Linked DNA regions of Mus musculus: regions 1, 3, 4, 5, 6 and 7 are each linked to region 2. Evidence: chromatin contacts called from public Hi-C and HiChIP or PLAC-seq data. All regions are on one chromosome and are shown on one strand. Each heading gives the region's core, a stretch centred on a gene start, on an enhancer-like site or on the middle of the called end of the contact. The rest is flanking DNA. Distances are from core to core; before and after follow the strand shown.

Region 1 (2,817 bases), core at 105-2,604, 400 kb before region 2:
TTTTGAAGATTCCATCCTTGGGTCTCTTGACTTCTCACCAGCAGGATAAACTGAAGGGCTACAGGTTTTCTTTGCTTCCTGATGTCCATCCAGGTCCCAGCCAGAATCCAAGCAGCTGTGGAGATGTTCAGTTCCCTTTGGTCTCTTGGTCACCATAGAACATGTCTGTTTCCCAAGCCATCAGGCTACTTGTAAGCAAGAGAACATTAGGAACGACAGCTGGCTGAGGCATCTATAGTCTGAGTTCTCATCTTGACTGCTACTGGCCAGTTATCACTCACTAATACGTTGATATCTCACTCTTCCAAAGAGGCTCTAAAGTTTCTTTATAACTATAGGAAATAAAAGTAGAAATTATGAAGATAGTAGGGGCAGGGAAAACAGACTCAAGAATGACAGCAAAACAAATATAAACCGTTTGAGTAGTTCTTTCTGGCCACATTTGACCTTGAGTTTCCTAGCCGTTGGGGGAAACAAAGAAATGCCTCAGGTGAATGACATTATCTCTAAATCTGAGTTTCACTGTGGCTAAAATGAAACTAAAAACACTGACATCATAGGATCGCCCTAAGGATGAAATGAAGGTGGAATGTGAAATTCTTAAGTGTAAATATCTTATGGTAGGATCTGAGTTTAGGTGTGTGAATGTGTGTGTGTGTGTGTGTGTGTGTGTGTGTGTGTGTGTGTGTGTACATCCACACATGCGTGCACACAAGCATGCATGTATGTAAGAGGACTGTATCATATGTCATTCCCCAGGAGCTGTCTACCTTGGCTGTTGAGATAGTTTCCTGGTGCCTGGAGTTCACTGAATAGCCTAGGCTGGCTGGACAATGAATCCCTTTCTGTATCTACCACCCTTGCACCAGGGTTATAACCACATGCCATTATGCTTGACTTCTGTATGTGGCTTCAGATCCTCATACTTACAAGGCAAGCACTTTGCCCTTACCTCCCCAGCCCTGTGTACTGCCTCAGAGCTCATATCCCTTTCTCAGTGTGGTACAGGATAAGCCACGTGGATGCATGGTTAACTCTTACTCCAATGGACATGTGCAGAAGGAGAACTTGTCTCAAATAGGATGGCAGGTAAGGACAAAAATGCTCCTCTGTGTCTGTCCTTATTCCAACCCACTTGCCAGGAAGAATGGACCTCGACGGAGCAGAACTGCAGAGTTGGAAGGGAACAAGCTGAGCCCATCAACATCTCTTTTCAGGATGGTGGTGGGGAATGAGTTAGAGTTGATGTTCTCACTCCATTTTTTTCTTAAAGGACTCACTCAGAGGAGGGTACAAAGACGAGATTAAGCTAAAGGGGACAACACTGCTTTATTTATAGCTTAAGGAAGTGAAAGTCAGTCTGCGCTCTGGCTCACCGTTGCTACACACTCAGCCACCCGAGGATCCTCTATGCCTCTCCTCCCCTCTGCTGGCCCTGGCAAGCCAGGCCCTTGCCACAGCACAGCCAACAGCAAGAGCTCAACTACTCTATACAACGGACTGCTGTGAGAAGAGAATCATGGTGGAGAGGAATGTAGGGTTTGAAAGGGTCTTGTTTTCCTAAGTGCTTCTATGTTTTGACACAGCATCTTCTTCAAGCCCATCTCTGGGCTATTTAAAACATGGAGAGGAGTTGCCTTCCAAGTGTGCACATGTGCTCTGGAACCTCTGTGGAATACTGGTTTATTTTGAGCGGCAGTGTTTGACACTCTGATCCCAGGCCAAGGTCATCATGAGGCCTTTTTCTGCCTGTTCCCGAGCAACTGACAGCCTACATTCATGGCAGTGAACATGAGTGAGGAGCTCTCAAGCTAGTTCTGATGAGGCTACACCAGCTGAATGGTTACAAGAACCTTTGCCTGTCCACCTTCATTCTCGTGTCTCATTGGCCAGGGCAAATGCGTATTATTAGCCACCACCTTATTTGCAAGATCATGCAGAATAATGAGTAGGCCAGCCTACTCAAGGTCATGGTCATAAGCTCACAAAGGTACCAGACCTCATGCTCAGCATTGCTTCTTTGATACTGTTACATTCTACTTTTTTGGGAAGAAAGAAGGGATCACTGAGGAAGAAACAACTGATTGTAAACCCCAAACTAGTCAACAAATTAGAGACAAACTTTATTTCCTCCAGTCTGTGGTATGGTCATTCAGTGGCATCTCTGGTGTCACCAATTGCATTAGCAGAGTGCATATCAGGGAGAAGAATGCTGACTTGCATTTTCTGGGTGGGGTTAGTACAACATGGCAAGCCTGAACTGTTCGTGAGGTCTTTAGCAGCAAAACCTGCCTCTCTGTGCTTCCTCTCTTCTTTGTCCCATTTCCCTTTCTGAGTTGGTCACTTGGGGTGCTCAATTCCATGCACATCTGTGTGCACTTGAGATCTGAAACCCCACCAGCTGCAGAAGCATGCCACTCATTGTCATTTTTGGAAACCAAAAATGACCGGTCACACAACAGTGATTAGATAAAGCTTGTAATTAGTGTTTGCTGTAGTCAGCGACGTGGTATTTTAGGGACAAACAGCCACTCGGTGCTACATATAGCTTGGAATTTGTGGGTTTGGTATAACCCACCATTGTATGGTCAAGGAAGCAAAGGAGAAAGGGGAGACAGAGAATAGATAAAAGGAGAGAGGTTAGGAAGGCCCCTCCCACCAACGGACTTAAAAGGTTAAAGGACCCACAGAACTTTGGAGTGGACTTGCCTCAAAGTGGTACCCATTAGATGTCAAGGACTGCCTGGGTCCTTGATCTCGCAGTGTTTTCCAGACAGCTGGAGACACTTGACTCTCAGTGAAAGACTCAACCTTTAT
Region 2 (2,700 bases), core at 14-2,513:
ATAATGTATCTAGACAATACGATGAAACACCAGGACACTGAATAGCTAAGTCTCAAGTTGAATTAGTGCAGTGCCTTTGTCTTTGTGAAGTTGGATCTACTGGAGTTGTACACAGAAAAGGAGCTCTGCATCTCCTCTTTCTGTCCCATTTTTTAACCAAGCCTTTCTTCACTGTGGTTTTAGCTTCAGGAGAAATTAAACAATGCTAGTTTTAAAGAGACCATAATCTAGGCAAATTCCATTCATCCTTTGTCTCCTTTGATGATCACAGTAATAGGTTAACTCTCCCCTTTCCACATGGAAGGTAGGACAACTCTGTGGAGTTCCCAGTCTCTTTTGGGCCTTTGCAGTAAACTCTCTTCTGTTCAGTTAGACATTGCTTCACTCCTACCTGGAAGAAGCCTTTAGACCCAGACTGTGTGAGCACAAATCCACAAAGGACTTGCCCCAGGTCCTAGAGCCAGCCAGCCTAGAGGTTTAGATTGTAAGGCTCCAGAAACTTCAGGCAGGGCCCCCCTGCCCTTCAGCCCTTTCCTTACACATAAAAAAAAATCAAGGTCAAGAGAACCCTTTCCCAGAGGGTCACACAAACCTTGAGTTTGACAAAGAACCCTCAGAGGCTGCTCTCTTGATGGCATTTCTAACCAGGGCTTTTGTGCGGAGAAGATGGCATTGGAGGGAGCCTGGCATTTCAGGGGCTTAGCTCCTGTTTATCCTTGAATCTTCTTGGAGTCCCTGAGGCTATAATATCCATTTAGAAAGATTAAAGAGGATGTGATCGGGCCAGGACAGAAAGAGAGGTAGGGAGGTAGAGGAAGAAGAAAATAGAATTCTCTAGGACTTAGAATTAAGAGCCTAAGATGCCTCCTGAAGAGGATGCCCTCCTAAAGACACAGTGCTCCTTGGGAAGTCTCCAGCAGGTGAAAGGCTTGGATGGGCCTTTTTTTTTTCCCTCCATGAACTTGGTTTTTCTTTCCCACATTCTCAGGTGTGCTGGGAGGCCCTGGGAAGCCAGCAGACTTTTTCAAAAGACACTTCCACCTCCTAATCTCTTTGCCTACAAACCAAATATTGATCTATTTAGTAAACCAGCCAGTGGAGGAGAGCTTGTATAGCCCTGTTTATTCAGCAGTTGGGCCCCCCTGACAGCTGTTCACTGGGGGATTATGAAGTCACGGCAGTAATTACACTATAAACAGGGGATGGGGGAGAAGAAAGCCAGAAAGTGAACTGTGAGCTCTGTTACCAGGCAACATAAAATATGTAACCGGAAACCCAGCAAGCACGTACATTTCCCTAAAAGCCTCCCAGATGTCCTCACTTTGGGGCCAATGTTCAATTTCAGTTTCGATTTGTTTATTTATCCATCTTCAGATTGAAGACTGGAGCTGAGAATGTTGGAAGAGAAAAGAAACGAATCGAAACAAAACAACAAAACAAAACAAACTGCAGGGGAGAGTAGAGTTGAGCATTCCACCCAGTGTCCCAGCCTACAGGAGAAGGCTGAGGCCCCAGGTCCCTGCTATAGCAAGCTGTAGAGATCAGTGCACAAGGAGGTGGCTAACCCAGGCTTCTTCAGCTAAGACAGCTACAGGATAAGCAGCAAGGGAGAGAGAAGAACAGAAAAGGAGAGAGTGAGAATAAGGAAATAGAAACTGGAACCCACATAAAAGAAACCCTGGAGTCCCCTCGGCCACAGCCCCACCTAGTGGTTGCCCCATGTCGTCATAGACTCTAGTCCCTAAGGCATCCAGCAGCCCTGACTTTGTTCCAGTAGCTTTATCAGAACATGCTAATGCTAAGCTCACATCAGGTTCCCTGTTCTCAACACTTCTCCAAGCCTGTTTATTAAGATTCTAAGTTCAGAAGTGGATGCTCACGGTCAGCTATTGGATGGGTCACACGGCCCCCAATGGAGGAGCTAGAGAAAGTACCCAAGGAGCTAAAGGGAACTGCAACCCTATAGGTGGAACAACATTATGAACTAACCAGTACCCCGGAGCTTTTGTCTCTAGCTGCATATGTATCAAAAGATGGCCTAGTCAGCCATCACTGGAAAGAGAGGCCCTTTGGACTTGCAAACTTTATATGCCCCAGTACAGGGGAACGCCAGGGCCAAAATTGGGGGGGGGTTGGTATGGGGGACTTTTGGGATAGCATTGGAAATGTAAACAAGGAAAATACCTAATAAAAACAGAGAAAAAAAAGATTCTAAGGATCTGGAAAAGGACTTCAGAGTCCCATCAAGATTTGTAGCAAAGACCAGGATGACCTGTGTTTAAATTGGCCTGGCTTCTTCCAGTGCTCTACATGAATCTTGTTGTTTCTCCATGTTCCACGTGGAGCATGCACGCCCACACATAGACACACATTGGTCCCCACCTGGAAGAACACTTCTGTTGAGTCCTGTATTGTAAGCTAAACATTAACAGATTGGGAATATTCAATCTGGACAAGCTTTATCTAAAACAGAACAACAACACAATCAACATGACATGAACCACATTGGTGCTGTCTGTCAAGAATGCTGTCCACCAGTATTTTCAGACAGGATAGCTCAATAACCTGGAATTTACCAGATAGGTAAACTGGCTGACCAGCAAGTCCCAGGAATCTATCACTGCTGCTTCCCCTTTGCTGGGGTTACAAAGAAACAACCATGGCCATGTGGGGTCTGGGGATCAAACGCAGGACCTCATG
Region 3 (2,700 bases), core at 187-2,686, 450 kb before region 2:
AGTCACCCTGTTGGGAAATTTACTGGAACCCTGTTTCATCATACCTTGCCAATAGCAAGTCTGAGACACCAATCCTACAGTGGCCACGTCAACTGGTTGCCACTTCTCTGGAGCTATACCCAATGTGGGTGACAGAGTCTAGGAAGAGTATCCCCAATCCTCCTGGGACTCCCCTCATTCCACAGCTGACCTAGACTGAAGGAGAAGGGCTCAGATGTCACTCTTCTCTTTATCTTTTCTAGCACTCCTGATGGGAGTCTGTAAGAGAGGAGACAGGCCACAGATCACAGACTCTTGCTTAGAAACAACTATGGAAAGATACTTGAATGGATTTTCAAGATCAATCTCAGAGGGGAGTTCTTTTTCCATCTGTCACCAGGCAGAAGTTTCTTTATACCTTATGTCTGTTGTTTGCTAACTACCTTATGTCTCTTATTTCCTATCTCTTTGAGTTGGAACAAATAATATGACATCCCCAAACCATGATTTCTATAGTTCTAAGTGAGGATGGGGATGGATTGCAGTCATTGTCTGAAACTCTATAAGGTTTGGGTGACATAGTTCTGAGTGGAGAGCATCATCTTGTGTTTTAGCTGCACCTCAATGCTGCTATCCAGATAACAACACTGCCAGCTGTCCCAACAGATGGATCTGAGTGTATCATGGTTTGGGAATAAAACTTTACTTCTTATCAATTAAGCTTTCTATGTGGGTGACCCTGGATCTGACCGGGAAGCCTTTCCTGCAATGAGTCAGGACTTCAGCTCCTCTTCCTAGCATTCTTTTTCTTACTTGGAGGGTGGTAGAGTAAGATATGTCACTCCTTCTCACTGGTGTGGAGTAGTCAAATGACCCCTCTAAGAAGCAGGGGGTGCTGGGAATGAAGGGTCGTGATGTGAGAGTAAGAGTCTTCTATGAAAGGAGAGAAGTTATTTCTGGGAAGCAAGCACTATCTCTGTCCTAGATGAGGGACTATTGATGTAGAATTAAGCTTTAGATAAATGAATCCAGGTTGATATGGTGACAATATGTCAACATATTTATGTCCTTTGAGTTCGTGCTAAATCTCAGGCGGGCAGATCCTGCCCTGCTTGGCACCTGGATCTGAACAAGAAAACATGTGGGGCTGATGACTCATACTTGTTTGGATCTCAGAGAGGATGTCTTTGAACCCTTCACTTCTGCGAGGAGGTGAGAGGTCATCTGTCTGCCCTCTTTGACACCTTCACCTAGTGACCTTTTGGGGCTTCAGACACCTTCACGGTAACTTGGAGTGAGATCCGTACAAACTGTCCTTGGATTTGACTGTGTCTGACTCATCACAACTCTGAGTGTGAGAAAGCAAAAACAGACCAACTGCAACGGGATGGTGCCATCCAGACCTGGGTCCTGTAAACAAACTGTGACCCACAGTCAAAGCATGTGCCTAGTACGTGGGGTTGAGTGTGAGACCTGACAGCGAGTACCAGGAGCTTCAGACAGTGCAAAGGCACAGCCAGACCACATCCTGTGCATGATGGGGAGGCAGGATGAGGGGAAAGAATGTCTTTACATCAGGAACAACTCAGGTTTGTAAGTCTAGATAAACATTGGTTGTCCTTTCTAAGTTTCGGTTTCCCAAAACCGAAAAATTGGCATATTGTAGATTCAAAATGCTTTAGGAATTCATGAGTCAATATATTCCAGCACCCAGTGCAAACGCTTCTATGTACAAACACAAGTAATATTTTCCCCTATTCCTTCTGTGTGGTATAAGGGAAGCTGTTACTCTTTCAGTTAATGAATATGAATAATACCAATAACAACCTTGTTTCAAGTTCCTCTTCTGAGCCACATATTTCTTGCAGCAACTATAATACTGACAGTACGATTTCTACTTTAGAGACCCAGTCACCAAGAGTATACCAGGGATTGGAAGGGATAGACATTTTGCTACTGGGAGAGAGAGAGAGAGAGAGAGAGAGAGAGAGAGAGAGAGAGAGAGAGAGAGAGAGAGAGATTGAGAACAGGAGAAATAAAAAGCAATGGGTGCTCAGAGGGGCTAGTAAATGTCATGTCTAATAGTCTAGAGGCAAGGTCTCTAACCACACAGCCCAGTCTTGGGTAAAGGAGTTTCACCTGAATCCACTGTCTTGGTTTTATTTATCAACAACATTAAGAAAGAGCTCCCTAGTCTTGATTACATGGCAAAGGTGATGCCTATGCCCAAGATTTGCTGCTTGAAATGTGTCTGTTGAGTCCAAATCACCAGCATCTCTGGGAATTTGCTAGAAATGTTCATTACCAACCTTACCCTCCAGACTTTCTGGATCAGAATCTGCATTTTCACAATATGCCTAGAATAGCTATCAGAAAGACCAGAAGACTAAAAATTGCCCCCTATAAGGATTAATTGATGATTCCCCTTTTCAGGGACCCCTGCCCTCCAGGTCACCATCATCTCTTCCTTCTCCTCCTCTTCCTCCCCATCCTCCTCCTCCTCCTCCTCCTCATCTTCATCAAGGAATCTTAGCCATTTTACCTATCATTCCCTTCTTTCATCCCCTCCCTTTCTTGCTAGAATCTTCTCTTCAACAAGTCCCTTCTGTGTGTTGACCCACTAAGTTTAGTTTCTTGCCCAAGCATGAGTGGGAGCTTAGATTCTAGAAAAGTGCAACCTGTCAGTGACTGAACCATGAAGAACTGACACACCCCCAACAA
Region 4 (2,881 bases), core at 1-2,500, 380 kb before region 2:
TGCATTTTTTATTAAAAAAATATTCATTTATTTTTTTTGTATGTGTATTGATGTTTTCCTGTGCATATGTATGGGCATCATTGGTCATGCCTGGTGCCGGCAGAAGCCAAAAGGGAGCACGGGATTCCCTGGAATTGGAGTTATTTACTGATGGCTTAAAGCTGCCAAGTTGTAAACTGATCTCAGCTCCTCTGCAAGAGAAGCAAGTGCTATCAACCATAAGGCAGTCTCTCCAACCTCTAGGAAACGCACTTCTCAGTGTTTCTTTGAGCGCATTTCCAGAGATGCTCAATTGTGGAAAGGCCTACCCTAAATGTGGGAGGTATCACACCTAGATAAGCGTCTCAGCCTAAACAAACAAAATGGCAAAAAGCAGAAAGCCAGCTAGGCATGGTGTTCATCTCTCTCTGCCTCCTACCTGAGGATACAACAAGAACAGCTTCATCACATTCCTTCCAACATCCCTTCCATGCCAGGATGAACATGATTCTCTGAAACCTTTAGCCAAAATCAGCCATTCCTTAAGGGGCTCTCTTATATCAGATGCCTTCAGAAACAGAAAAGGTAGTTGCTGTAGGACCCTCATTTCTCTCAGCCCAAGTAGCAGCAATCAAAGCTTAGGGCCTAACACAGGGCCTAACAGGCAAAAAAATCACATCCTCTCTCCTTGTTCTTGCTTCCTCTTTTATACAAATAAAAATAATAGACTTATGATATTAATACAAGCTTATAGCTTGTGCATAAGCTTGCAATATTAATGAGAAGTGCTTTTGCAAAGAATAGAAGTCTTCATAAATATTCCTTGAATGTCCTGTGAAATGGTAGGTGTATATCCATCAGGCAAGGCATGTATTTCCACCAGAACCCTGTTGCTACACTGGAGTTTTTCATTTGTTCACTAATGAAAGCACAGCATGGTACAGATCCCATTCAAAGTGCTGTCAAATTTACCAGTAACATTAGGGAGACACAGGTATTACTCTCATGTTGCAGAAAACTAGGGCTACTGATAGGTAGAGCAGGGTCCCAGTCCTGCGATGTATCCCAGCGAACCTTCTGGGCCCAATGGGAACTGAGCCCAGTGGGAGGAAAGCATCAGGAAACTGAGCCTCCTTGGGTTAAAACTGCAACAGTGTTTCCAGCTGGGCAGTCAGATTGAGTTCCAGGATTTACTGGGACTATGCTCCCCAGCTGGGCTGGACACAGTCTTGCATCCTGCCTCCGTGTGCCTGGCGGGTGACAGGGAAGATTTGGAATTTCTGGGGCTGAGCTGGCAGTGATCTCCTCGAGCCAGGAGTGGGGCTGCTCTGATGAGTAGATAATTAGGATGCTTCTTTCAGCTGCAGATAAAGTCCAGAGCCTCACTCCAGCCATTATCCTGCCAACCCTAATAGAGCCAGATTGATGGATACAGCACGGAGGGAATTTGGAACATTCTTGCTCACACTATATCACACTCAATAACCGCTCGTGCACAATGTGGGACTTTTATAAGCCATTACAAAATCCATTTTGAAACGTCTCTGGGTGCGACAGCCAGCTGCAAAGCATCTGAAGTATCCCTGACATTTGGGCTTTGGTGGAGCTTGCGAGAACACAGAGAATGGAGAGCAATGGCGAGAGCACCCGAGCTGGCCAAGAGAATCGCATCATAAGCTCAGCAGATGGTAGCACTACAGCCCACTGTTCATCTTAGAGTGTACCTCAGCAAGAGCACTAATCCTTCTTGTTAGACAAGAACAGAAACCCCCCTACACCCCTAAATGCTTTCCATATGTTCTATTGTCTTCCCAGCACTTCAAGTCTACCTCAAAAGCCCCCAACTTAGCAACCTTCATATTAATGCTAAACATATTACATCAGTTCTAACACTGATATGTTTAATATGAATACAATTAAAGTTACTCCAACATAATCCTGATGAGATAAACAGCACTGCTTTATTATAAACGTCCCTGCAAGGTCCCTTGTAAAATATTATCAATGTTAATAGGAGCCCCCTCCACCCACCCAGATACTTGGGCTAAACAATGCCACTGCCTCCCTACTAATAACAAATATGTCCAGCGATTTAAACATCGGTACATCCAATGTAAACACCATTATAGCTAATGTAAAACAGTTACCCGGCCTCAGCTCCACAAGCCTTCAACCAGAAAGCTTCGGAAGAGAAATAACTGTTTCCTCAACAAGGATGCATTACAGCCTGCTGGTGCCATTTGCAATAGATTACTTAAGCCCATAAAGAAATGAAAATTGCAGGCCTGCTTTGAGCCAGAAATGATGAAATCGGAGAGCACAGGCACAGTATAGCATGGCATAGGCCTGCTTCTACCCAGGGAATGTGGGCCTGTGAGGTTGGGGCAAACTCTCCCTGAGTACAATATACAGCCAGAGAAGCCCAGCACCCAAGCCTTGTTGGTCCTGTCTCCAGTTCATGGCTTCTGCTCACACAGGCATGAAGCCCAAGACTGACCTGCCCAGAGCTGATGACTTGGTTGCTCAAATATGTGCATAAGGTTAGCTAGCATAGCATGACCAAGGGTGAGGACCATTGCTATGGTTTCTACCTTCCATTATAGAACGTCCCTTTCCTTTTCAGATGCTAGAGAAAGTCAAGCCTTTTGGCCAGAGACCTAGAGCCTTTTCCAGAACCTCTGAAATGATCAGGGAAATCCACAAACAAGCCCAAGGCCCATCCACACCACACCTGAGTTTCTTTCTTGCCCATCTCCCTTTCCTCTTCATCTCGGTGACTGGCAGGTTCCCCATCATTTTTGAGCACTTATTTCAGGAAATTTCTTGAGTATGATTCCAAGTTTTCACCCTGGTTTCTTTTCTTTTTCTCTATTCATCAGACCCACTCCTTTTATATGTGTAG
Region 5 (2,887 bases), core at 205-2,704, 460 kb after region 2:
GAGGGTAGGGAAGGGAGGGGATATTACAACCGGGATGTCATATATGAGAGAATTTAAACAAACAAACAGAATGAATGTCCGCACATAGAAAAGTGAACTAGATCACAACCTCTCACCTGTACAAAATCAGCTCCAGATGTGAGACCCAAAATACTCCAGAAAGGAGGGAAGTGTAGGGGAAATGCTTCAAAATACAGGCACAGGCAAGGACTCTTTAAATGGGTTTTCAGTCACTCAGAAAAGTACGGTACCAACTGACAGTCAGACCCTCAGAAGATCAAACTGCAGAGCTTAGGAGGCGGTCGGGTGAAGAGACAATGACTGAATCAGAAAGGAAACCTTTGCTAGCGAGCAGGAGCCTGCATGTGCCCACTTCCCCTATCCCCAGTTCATAAGCCCGGTGACTCAGAGGATGGCAAGGCCTGCCTCTGGTCTGAGTGCAAATGCCTGCAGTGTGTGCAGAAGCTAGTAACTACAGCTTCCTCCTGCTGTGTGTTTACAGCCTGGGACTGCTCGCCTACAGAAACCTCCTATAGTCCAGCTAGCCCCACGCCCTATGCTGGGCATAATAAAAACCGAGGTCCCAGAGTGCAGTTGTGTTATTGACACAGTTCCACTAAGGTTCACACAGCCTGTCTGATAGAAGCTTTTCAGTGACCCTGTGTCTCTCATCTCCATCCCTCACTCTTCCTTCTTCTCGGGACACATGGCCTAAGACACTTCTTCTTCTAAAAAAAAAAAAAAAAATCTATTTATTTACTTACTTATTTATTTGTGTACACTGTAGCTGTCTTCAGACACACCAGAAGAGGGCAGCCCATTCACGTTTCCACACTAGGCCATGTTGGACGTGGCAGATTATTAACTCTGAGGGAGACAAGTGCTTACTAACACACAGTTGTGGGAATGGCAGTGTAGCTCAGTGGTAGAGCAAATGGTTAGTATGCACAAAGCACTGGGTTCAATGCCTGTGATGGCGAAGGAGAAGAATTCAATGCTACCATGACTGCATCTCGTGTTGCTTTGCTTAAATGTGTGGTCAGGCCCCCCTGTACACTGGGGACATTGCCGCAGATGTTGCCCTGTCTCCAGGACTGTTCCATCTCTGCCCACTGGGGCCTTGTTTTATACTCATGTGCAGGTTTGCATGGCTGGTCCTCACATGGCAGAACCCACAGACACCCCACACCCCACTCACCCCCACCCCCATTAAAAGCTGAGCCTAGCGGTGGCTTACAGAACTGTGGATCTGTCCACCAGTCTGGGTACTAACTCAGAAAAGCACAAGTTTTCCCTTTTTCTTTTTCCTTTTTCTTTTTTCTTTTCTCTTTCCTTATGATATAGGCCAAAGCCTCTGACACTTGGGGCTTCCCTTCCTCCAGAGCACCCTGCTCTTTCCCTACACAGATGCTTGGCCTGCCGCCATTTTGCTAACCTTCATGCCTAACTCATAAGCATGACTTTCTCTCGTCCTCCCTTCTCCCCGTCTCTCCCCCAGCAGCTGCTGAGACTTAAAGCATGCCTGCCCTGTTGTTGTTTTTCTCTGAGACTCTAATAAAATTGTCCATGAGCTTCCAAAAACAAAATTGAGCCTAAGTGAATTTGTGTGTTATTTTCATTAAGGATCCTTTGAAACGTCTGGGCTATGAACATCCGAGTTGGCCATCCATTCATGGTGGGGGATAAGAAAACAGACACTTTGCACATGTCACGGGTGGCTTAGTGCATATGCACCACTGATGACTATCTTGCTCAGAGTGAACTCTCCAGTCCAGGTAGCCCTGGAGAAGAACAAGGGTGAGACCTGCAAATGCTGACATGACCTGTGTTTCAGAAGTGTCTTAGCAGGGCTGGAGAGATGACTCAGCGGTTAAGAGCACTGACTGCTCTTTCAGAGGTCCTGAGTTCAATTCCCAGCAAACACATGTTGGCTCACAACCATCTGTAATGGGATCCGATGCCCTCTTCTGGTGTGTCTGAAGACAGCTACCGTGTATACACATAAATAAATAAATAAATAAATAAATAAATAAATAAATAAATCTAGAAGAAGAAAAAGGAGAAGGAGGAGGAGGAGGAGGAGGAGGAGGAGGTGGTGGTGGTGGTGGTGGTGGTGTCTTAGGCCATGTGTCCCGAGAAGAAGGAAGAGCAAGGACTGAAGATGAGAGAGGCAAAGACATCATAAGTCTCGCCATCATGGCTGACCACGTGACCCAAGGGATAAGACTAAGCTCAGGGTGACTGCCACAGTTTCTCTTCACACACACACACACACACACACACACACACACACACACACACACATACACACACACACACACACCACAAAGCCTGCTGGCTGGAGGGAAAAAACCCATAAAGTTTTGGGGGTGTCTCCTGTCTTCCCAGACCACCAGCACAGCTCATCCTGTCTTCACTTCCAATTGTTTGTGGTCCTAGGCTCATAAACTCCAGGATTCCTGTTACACTTCAGCATGCCACAGTTTGCTAGGAAGCAATGATTGAGCTCCTACTGTATACCAGCTGCAACTCTAAGCCCCTGAAACCCTACTTTGTCAAAACTGCTGCTGGGTATACCTCCCTAGAATGTCATCCATGCCCTGCCTACCAGGTTGGCAGCCTCAGCCTGCACAGCTCACACTGGAGATGGCATTTTTAGGACAGGTTCCTATGCTCCATTGTGGGGGGAAGGACTTATAAATGAAACTAAAAGCCAGGGCCAAGCCTAGAGACACACGCTGGGTCACCATGAAGCTGTTGTATGGCATTGTGCCAATCTTTACTGCCAGCAGAGATGGTCACATGAAGATGTCCACCAGAGTAACTCACCTGGGCTGTGTGCTGTGTTTCAAGCACTCCCCCACTCACAATCCTCCCCAAAGACAGG
Region 6 (3,001 bases), core at 402-2,901, 400 kb after region 2:
TCCAAAGTCAGTGACAAACATATCTAGGACACTTGAAACCCTACCAGCAGAGGAGATTAGATAGAACTGGGTGTGTTCAGGCAGCCTGGATTGTGAGATATAGAGGAAATAGTGCCATTTTATAAAGAATCATCTTAAGAGGGAAAATAGGTGTATTCTATGTGGCCCAAGGGTTAGAGCCAATAGGTAGCGTTAAAGATAAGAAGACTCAGACACACCCTGCAGAATGTCCCGAAAGTGCTACCTCCAAAGAGGAACTGAGCTTTCTGGAACCAGAGGTGGGCAAGCACACAAGTCGACTTCTGGTTGAAGGTGCTGCAGAGCAACACATGGGCTGTTGACCTAAAACATGAGCCCTGTGTGGTGGTTTTAGGCGGTAGATGAATGGCTAGTTTATTTCTGTAGTTGTATGGTGATTGAGCCCATGTTCTTAATTCAAATGAGGTTGCGTTCACTTAAGTCAATCAGAATTTAAAAGAAAAGAAAGTCATCCAGAGGTTAGAGAAATGGCTCAGCATTTACACAGCATGCACCGCTCTTCCGGAAGACCTAAGTTTACTTCCCAGCACCCATGTCAGGCAGCTCACAACCACCTATAACTCCAACTGCAGAGGATCCAGCACCTTCCATTGCATTCTGCTGACACTTGCACTTACATGTATATACTCAGACAAAGACATACATACACACAAAATTAAAATAAATTAAACCCTTTGTAAAAAAAAATCACCAAATAAGTAAGAGACGTGCAGACTTAGCAAAAGTCATGACTGACAGCTGCTGGGGCAGTGTGGGCAGGAAGTCCTCCTACCAGCCCCAAGGCCCTAAAAGCAGCAGAGAGTCCCTCCAACACACTCTCCAGCCCAAGGTCACTTTCACTTTCTGTTCACCTTCCCACAAAGCACGGTCCCAAGCCCTCAGCTACTCTGCAAATCACCTTTCACATGTGCAGATCTAAGTAGCAAGAAGTTCAGTTCTTCTCTGGAAGTAGTAGCTCTTCCAGAAAGTTCTGCAGGTTGTGCCTAAATCTTCTGGCCTGTAACTCTAAAGAAGTATCAGCCAAAGTCCCAGGGTAATTGGATCTGCCTGACTCGGAAACAACCCGGTACCTTGGTATCTTTGCTTTCCTCCTCCCCATCCAAACGCACCTCTCTTAGACTCTTGACAATCTGCTTTCCTGTTAGAAGATAGAGCTGTTGAGTAGATGCTCTATCCTGGGCTATTCATACTGCCTCCATCTACAGGAATGTGCCCTTATTGAGTGTTATCTTGTACAGTGTATTTGAACCTCAAAAGGCAAATACCTACCAGAGGTAAGGATATTAAGTTTTAATGCTTAACAGGACTTTTTAGAGAAATTTCTTTTTTGTTCAGGAAGGACTTTTGGGTTCCCCCAAATAATTCACAGTTCTATTAGAATCATATGTTTCCTCTTCACAGTTTAGAAAGCACTTTCAATACCTTTTTTTTTATTCTGATTCTCACAGTAACCCAAAATGAGTCTTGTATTGATTATCTTCATTTGGGGGGGGGCTAGGAAATAAAGATCCAGAGGGGCTGTTTAACTTTCTCAAGGCCACACAGCTTTCAAAACCACACCCAAATAAATCCCTTCATGCCAAACCCATAGCTCAATCCACTGTACCACACTGCCCTCCAGTGTCTCAAAGAAAGGACTATTGCCAGCCATAAGTACAGTATGCAAAGATCCATCTCAGGTTTGAGAGATGTCTGAATTTGGATGCTAGAAGTTAGTTTTAGAGTGATTCTCACTCAGTTCCCTGCTGACCCTCAAAGAGCCAAGAGGTTCCCTCAACTGCCTAAGACATGTAGGGGACATCTGACTGTCCCCTAAATGGGACCATACAAGCAAAGAGCTTCTACAGTCTAGCATGTTCAGTATGCGCTCAACCCTCCATGGACAGTCTGTTGCTACACGTCACGTTTCCATCCGTGGTCCTGGAGAAATCTGAAACAGCTAGCTGAGCTGAGCATCCACACCTGGAACCTATATCCCCACTCCTCACATCGCATCTAAAACCCAAGTGCACACTGCTGCTTGCTTGGCCTTCAGAACTTTTGTGAAATGAATAATTTCAGCAAAACGTATCTTTGTCTAAGACAGTGGCTCTCAACCTTCCTAATGCCGCAACCCTTTAATACAGTTCCTCATGTTGTGGTGACCCCCCCCCAATCAAAAAATTTTAATTACTTCATAACTGTAATTTTGCTACTGTTGTGAATCATTAATGTAAATATCTAAAATTTGACCGCCAAGGGGGTTGTGACTCACAAGTTGAGAACTGCCGGTCTAAGGGGAAACTCAGGGCTTTAAGAGGAAAGGCAATAAAACCAAGATTACTAACTGACCACCTCTAAAGCACAAAGCATCTCAGGCTTTATATCCTCCATGTGTTATCACCATGTGCCCTCAAGTGTCCGAGCTTGTCCCCATGTGAGACTTTCTGTACCTTGCTCGGACCACACAGATCACGAAGACAAAGTGCTGAGCCACGCGACTCATTCTGTCTGGGGACAAGTCAGTGTGAGCATGTGCCCTGCCCTGCTTGGGTGTGCAAGGCTCCAGTCTGCAAGCTCTGAGGTCAGCATTCTGGGAGAGAAGCAGTGTTCTAGATGAACAAGGGTCTGAGAGGGGACGTAGTAGAGAGGAACAAACTGAAGGACGGACAATTTGGAGGACAGAAAACCAAGGTTTCCCAATGCAAGTCCAAGTTTTTCTGGTTCTGTAACTTTCCTTCTTTTATTTTTTTAATCATTTGTCCATTTTTTCCATACTCTACTTTGGTCTCTTTCCTATTAATTAATTGATTAAAATGATTAATTCCTTCCATAATATTAACAGTGTCTTCATGATGTTTGTGGGAGCATTTTACCCTCGTGTACTGTCTTTTAGCTGTGATGATTTACTATGTAAATGTACTCCATTAATAAAGTCAATCCGGTTTTTAAAATGTACTTCCCATACTGCCTGCGGTCCTTC
Region 7 (2,700 bases), core at 179-2,678, 420 kb before region 2:
CCAGTTCTCTGTGCTCTGTTACTTTTCCTGCTAAGGCAGCACTTAAAGAGCAGGAAGTCTTGACACTTGCTGGGAAACACCAGGTGGAGGCCAGGAGAGGAGCGAAAGGGTCCTGGGAGGCTAAAGAAACCTAGAGAATGACAACTGCCTAAAAAGACTGGGCTGCAGGCTGTTGGTAGGGCAGGAGATGAGGGAGGTCACAAGGGAATGTGCTGTAAAGTACTCATGAATATTATGTACAACTTTAAGAGATGTTTTACCTCGGGGCTGGGGAGATAGCTCAGTTGGTCAAGTTACTCACTCTGTCAGCACAAAGACTTGAATTTGGTTCACAGAACATAGGTGAAAGAACTGGGTATGGTGTTTGCAAGAACTGGGTATTGTGTTTATAATCCAGTGCTGGAAAGGCACAGACAGCTGTATTCCTGGGGCTCACCAGCCAGCCATCATAGCCGAAGTAGTGATCCCTGGACCAGTGAGGGACCCTGTCTTGCACAAGGGTGGACTGACATAAGAGGCTGACCTCTGGACGTCACACACATATGAAGCTCTCACATGTGTACACATACACGTGCATGTTTTATCATCCCAAACATGAAACTTGCAATTAGAGGGTGAATAAAAAGCACAGGACCCTGGGACCCATGGTAATGAAGAAAGTCAAGATGACTTATAGGTTGAGCCTTTCACCTGTCTCTGACCTTACCGGTTTACAGTGCATATTTTCACTATTAGTGAGTGTCAACATGTAAGGTTCATGGACAGGGTGCCTAAGATGCCGCTGTGCTGCCTTACCGTGCCCTGCACTTCCTTTGTGAAAGGTTCTCAGGCCTTTTGCGAGTGAATATGTGGATGGTCAAGTGACTCTTCAGGCACACCCTTGACTGAGTCATGGTAGACTCTCAGAATTCCTCATAAAAATGTTATCTTATACTGGACCATATGCTTGCTGGAACTAGATTAGAACGAATTCTGATGAACTATTTTATTGAAACGTACTGTCAGCATTTATGAATTGGTTATATATTGGATCATGATTGTGATGATGGCTCAGTCCACTGGGTTTTATCAGAGTTTAAGATTGGCCGAATTATTTGTCTTCTATGGGCAAGATCAGTCTCCCATTGCCTCTTTGGATTTAATGAATTAGCTTTTTTTTTTTTTTAAACAAAATCTCATGTGGCTGGGGCTAGCCTTGAACTCATTAGGTAGCCTGAGATAGCCTTGCCATCCAGATCCTCCTATCTCTACTTCCTGAGTGCTAGAGTTGCCTGTATGCCTTCATGCCTAGGTTCTCTTCGGATTTAGAGTTCAGAGACACCCAGCTTGTTCCAAGCATCACCAGCTTCTGCTCACAGGGTACAAAGCAGAAGCATTGCCTTCCCACTGTAGCCAGAGCAGCTTCTCTCTCTAAAAGGGGACATTGCTCTTTCTGTTCTCTAAATAGGCAGTTCTGGCCCTTTGAGGGCCACAGAGAAGTCAGTTCCCGATTCAGGGGAAGCAGGAGCAGGCCTGAAGCAAGATATGAGTTTCTGATGCTTGAATTTTTTTCTATAGACTTCTCCCCCTCCATCCCCTTCCCTTTTCTCTCTCCCCCCTTCTCTCTTTCTTTCCCCCCCTCTCTCCTTCTCTTTCTTTCCCTCCCCCCTCTCTCTGGGCATGCAGCAAACTGGTGAACTCAGAATGTTTTAAATTTGGACTAGTCACTCTATAGAAAATGACCAACACCAACAGGAGCGAAATAAGGCAAGTCCGTGTGGCAAGCCGCTTTAGTGCATAGTTGTGAAACAGTGCTGGCTTTGTCAGTTGCGATTGACATTTTCCATGAATCTGTTCTGGTGTCACCTTTGTCTCTTGAAGCAGATGTGGCAAGCTCTCAGTTATAAGGGACAAATGAGAGTGTGTGAAGCACAATGACAACAATGGCTCCCACTGTCCATCAAACAACAATGGCCATGGAACCCTGCTTCTAAGTTATGCTCCCAACAACTGATTCCACAGGGGAACTGCACAGGTTTTAGCGACACCACAGACCTAGAAGCTCCCTTAAGCCAGTGCTAAGTCATATGAAATGAACTAGAAAGCACAGGACAATAGTATTGAGTTGGCTCATGAGAAATACCAAGATTCTAGAGTCTTAGAGCTGCTTGTTCTGGGGTGAGAGGTAACGTGGTGGCGGAGAATCCAGCCCAGCCTCCTCTTGTATTTCACATCCCACATGCCTAAAGTTGGCTTGGTAGACTCCTGTCTCTGGATAATCCCAGCCTCTGCTTGCCACCTTATGTTTTGTGACAGAGTTGCTCCTTGAGTGTGGGGCTAATTGATTGGCTGGCCAGTGAGCAGACAGTGTCTGCTTTCCCAGCACTGGATTGCAGGAGCACACTGCTGGATCCAGATTTTATGTGGGTGTTGGGATCTAAACTCAGGTCCTCCTGCTTGTGTAGCCAACACTCTACCTGCTAAGCCATCTCTCCAGTTTTCAGAAGCAGATTTCCATGTTAAAAAAAATTCCTACATCTTTGGAGTGAGTCTTTGGGCTATAAACGTGACACATGGCTGCAACAAATGGAAGCCATTTACATTTCAGTAATACTTGCCCCATTTTTGATGAAGCGGTCAGCTCCCAGGCATATGGAGAGGTCCAATTTGTAGCCTTTCCCCCTTTTCCCACCTCGCTGAGCCTTTTCCCTTTTAGGAAGC

What was found. Hi-C and Micro-C count contacts between places; a contact is called where the count stands out from the background. HiChIP or PLAC-seq counts read pairs in DNA pulled down with a chosen protein or histone mark.
Region 1: a contact with region 2 is called in a Hi-C map of bone marrow-derived macrophages, with 6 times the contacts expected there. The contact joins two enhancer-like sites. A contact is called at or near these places in 2 of 15 datasets of contacts at CTCF or cohesin (large pre-B cells and pro-B cells), 9 of 484 Hi-C or Micro-C datasets (B cells, bone marrow-derived dendritic cells, bone marrow-derived macrophages and 4 more) and 3 of 115 datasets of contacts at active chromatin or transcription factors (bone marrow-derived dendritic cells, bone marrow-derived macrophages and large pre-B cells).
Region 3: a contact with region 2 is called in a FOXA1 HiChIP or PLAC-seq map of pancreatic cancer cells. The contact joins two enhancer-like sites. A contact is called at or near these places in 1 of 15 datasets of contacts at CTCF or cohesin (large pre-B cells), 2 of 484 Hi-C or Micro-C datasets (epidermal suprabasal cells and uterus) and 4 of 115 datasets of contacts at active chromatin or transcription factors (T-cell acute lymphoblastic leukemia, bone marrow-derived macrophages, large pre-B cells and 1 more).
Region 4: a contact with region 2 is called in a Hi-C map of the N1E-115 cell line, with 14 times the contacts expected there. The contact joins two enhancer-like sites. A contact is called at or near these places in 1 of 15 datasets of contacts at CTCF or cohesin (large pre-B cells), 6 of 484 Hi-C or Micro-C datasets (the N1E-115 cell line, bone marrow-derived dendritic cells, bone marrow-derived macrophages and 1 more) and 3 of 115 datasets of contacts at active chromatin or transcription factors (bone marrow-derived dendritic cells, bone marrow-derived macrophages and large pre-B cells).
Region 5: a Hi-C map of uterus shows a contact between it and region 2, with 5 times the contacts expected there. The contact joins two enhancer-like sites. A contact is called at or near these places in 7 of 39 promoter capture datasets (the 3T3-L1 cell line, 3T3-L1-derived adipocytes, the C10 cell line and 2 more), 3 of 15 datasets of contacts at CTCF or cohesin (the NIH/3T3 cell line, large pre-B cells and pro-B cells), 34 of 484 Hi-C or Micro-C datasets (3T3-L1-derived adipocytes, the AML12 cell line, the C10 cell line and 21 more), 2 of 115 datasets of contacts at active chromatin or transcription factors (fibro-adipogenic progenitors and large pre-B cells) and 1 of 9 other capture datasets (embryonic stem cells).
Region 6: a FOXA1 HiChIP or PLAC-seq map of pancreatic cancer cells shows a contact between it and region 2. The contact joins two enhancer-like sites. A contact is called at or near these places in 4 of 484 Hi-C or Micro-C datasets (the C2C12 cell line, the HL-1 cell line, adipose-derived mesenchymal stem cells and 1 more) and 2 of 115 datasets of contacts at active chromatin or transcription factors (large pre-B cells and pancreatic cancer cells).
Region 7: a contact with region 2 is called in an H3K4me3 HiChIP or PLAC-seq map of bone marrow-derived macrophages, with 6 times the contacts expected there. The contact joins two enhancer-like sites. A contact is called at or near these places in 1 of 15 datasets of contacts at CTCF or cohesin (large pre-B cells), 4 of 484 Hi-C or Micro-C datasets (bone marrow-derived macrophages, cerebral cortex and granulocyte-monocyte progenitors) and 4 of 115 datasets of contacts at active chromatin or transcription factors (bone marrow-derived dendritic cells, bone marrow-derived macrophages, large pre-B cells and 1 more).

The regions. Positions count from the first base shown.
Region 1 is chr4:55,822,852-55,825,668 of GRCm38.p6, forward strand. No RefSeq gene overlaps it. Among named protein-coding and RNA genes, the nearest start is that of Gm34482, 130 kb to the right of the region's middle. Within about 2 kb of position 1,355, at least 34 of the 459 cell types and tissues checked have an H3K27ac peak or open chromatin away from gene starts, as enhancers often do. A contact at or near this core is called in B cells, bone marrow-derived macrophages and pro-B cells, where this site is marked.
Region 2 is chr4:56,220,953-56,223,652 of GRCm38.p6, forward strand. No RefSeq gene overlaps it. Among named protein-coding and RNA genes, the nearest start is that of Gm42291, 94 kb to the right of the region's middle. Within about 2 kb of position 1,264, at least 165 of the 459 cell types and tissues checked have an H3K27ac peak or open chromatin away from gene starts, as enhancers often do. A contact at or near this core is called in B cells, the C2C12 cell line, the N1E-115 cell line and 5 more, where this site is marked.
Region 3 is chr4:55,774,820-55,777,519 of GRCm38.p6, forward strand. No RefSeq gene overlaps it. Among named protein-coding and RNA genes, the nearest start is that of Gm34482, 180 kb to the right of the region's middle. Within about 2 kb of position 1,437, at least 10 of the 459 cell types and tissues checked have an H3K27ac peak or open chromatin away from gene starts, as enhancers often do. A contact at or near this core is called in pancreatic cancer cells, where this site is marked.
Region 4 is chr4:55,842,636-55,845,516 of GRCm38.p6, forward strand. No RefSeq gene overlaps it. Among named protein-coding and RNA genes, the nearest start is that of Gm34482, 110 kb to the right of the region's middle. Within about 2 kb of position 1,251, at least 23 of the 459 cell types and tissues checked have an H3K27ac peak or open chromatin away from gene starts, as enhancers often do. A contact at or near this core is called in the N1E-115 cell line and uterus, where this site is marked.
Region 5 is chr4:56,680,922-56,683,808 of GRCm38.p6, forward strand. All of the region lies in intron 5 of Gm34687 (a long non-coding RNA gene), which reads right to left. Among named protein-coding and RNA genes, the nearest start is that of Gm26144, 3.3 kb to the left of the region's middle. Within about 2 kb of position 1,455, at least 1 of the 459 cell types and tissues checked has an H3K27ac peak or open chromatin away from gene starts, as enhancers often do. A contact at or near this core is called in uterus, where this site is marked.
Region 6 is chr4:56,618,355-56,621,355 of GRCm38.p6, forward strand. No RefSeq gene overlaps it. Among named protein-coding and RNA genes, the nearest start is that of Gm26144, 59 kb to the right of the region's middle. Within about 2 kb of position 1,652, at least 46 of the 459 cell types and tissues checked have an H3K27ac peak or open chromatin away from gene starts, as enhancers often do. A contact at or near this core is called in the C2C12 cell line and pancreatic cancer cells, where this site is marked.
Region 7 is chr4:55,804,058-55,806,757 of GRCm38.p6, forward strand. No RefSeq gene overlaps it. Among named protein-coding and RNA genes, the nearest start is that of Gm34482, 150 kb to the right of the region's middle. Within about 2 kb of position 1,429, at least 28 of the 459 cell types and tissues checked have an H3K27ac peak or open chromatin away from gene starts, as enhancers often do. A contact at or near this core is called in bone marrow-derived macrophages and granulocyte-monocyte progenitors, where this site is marked.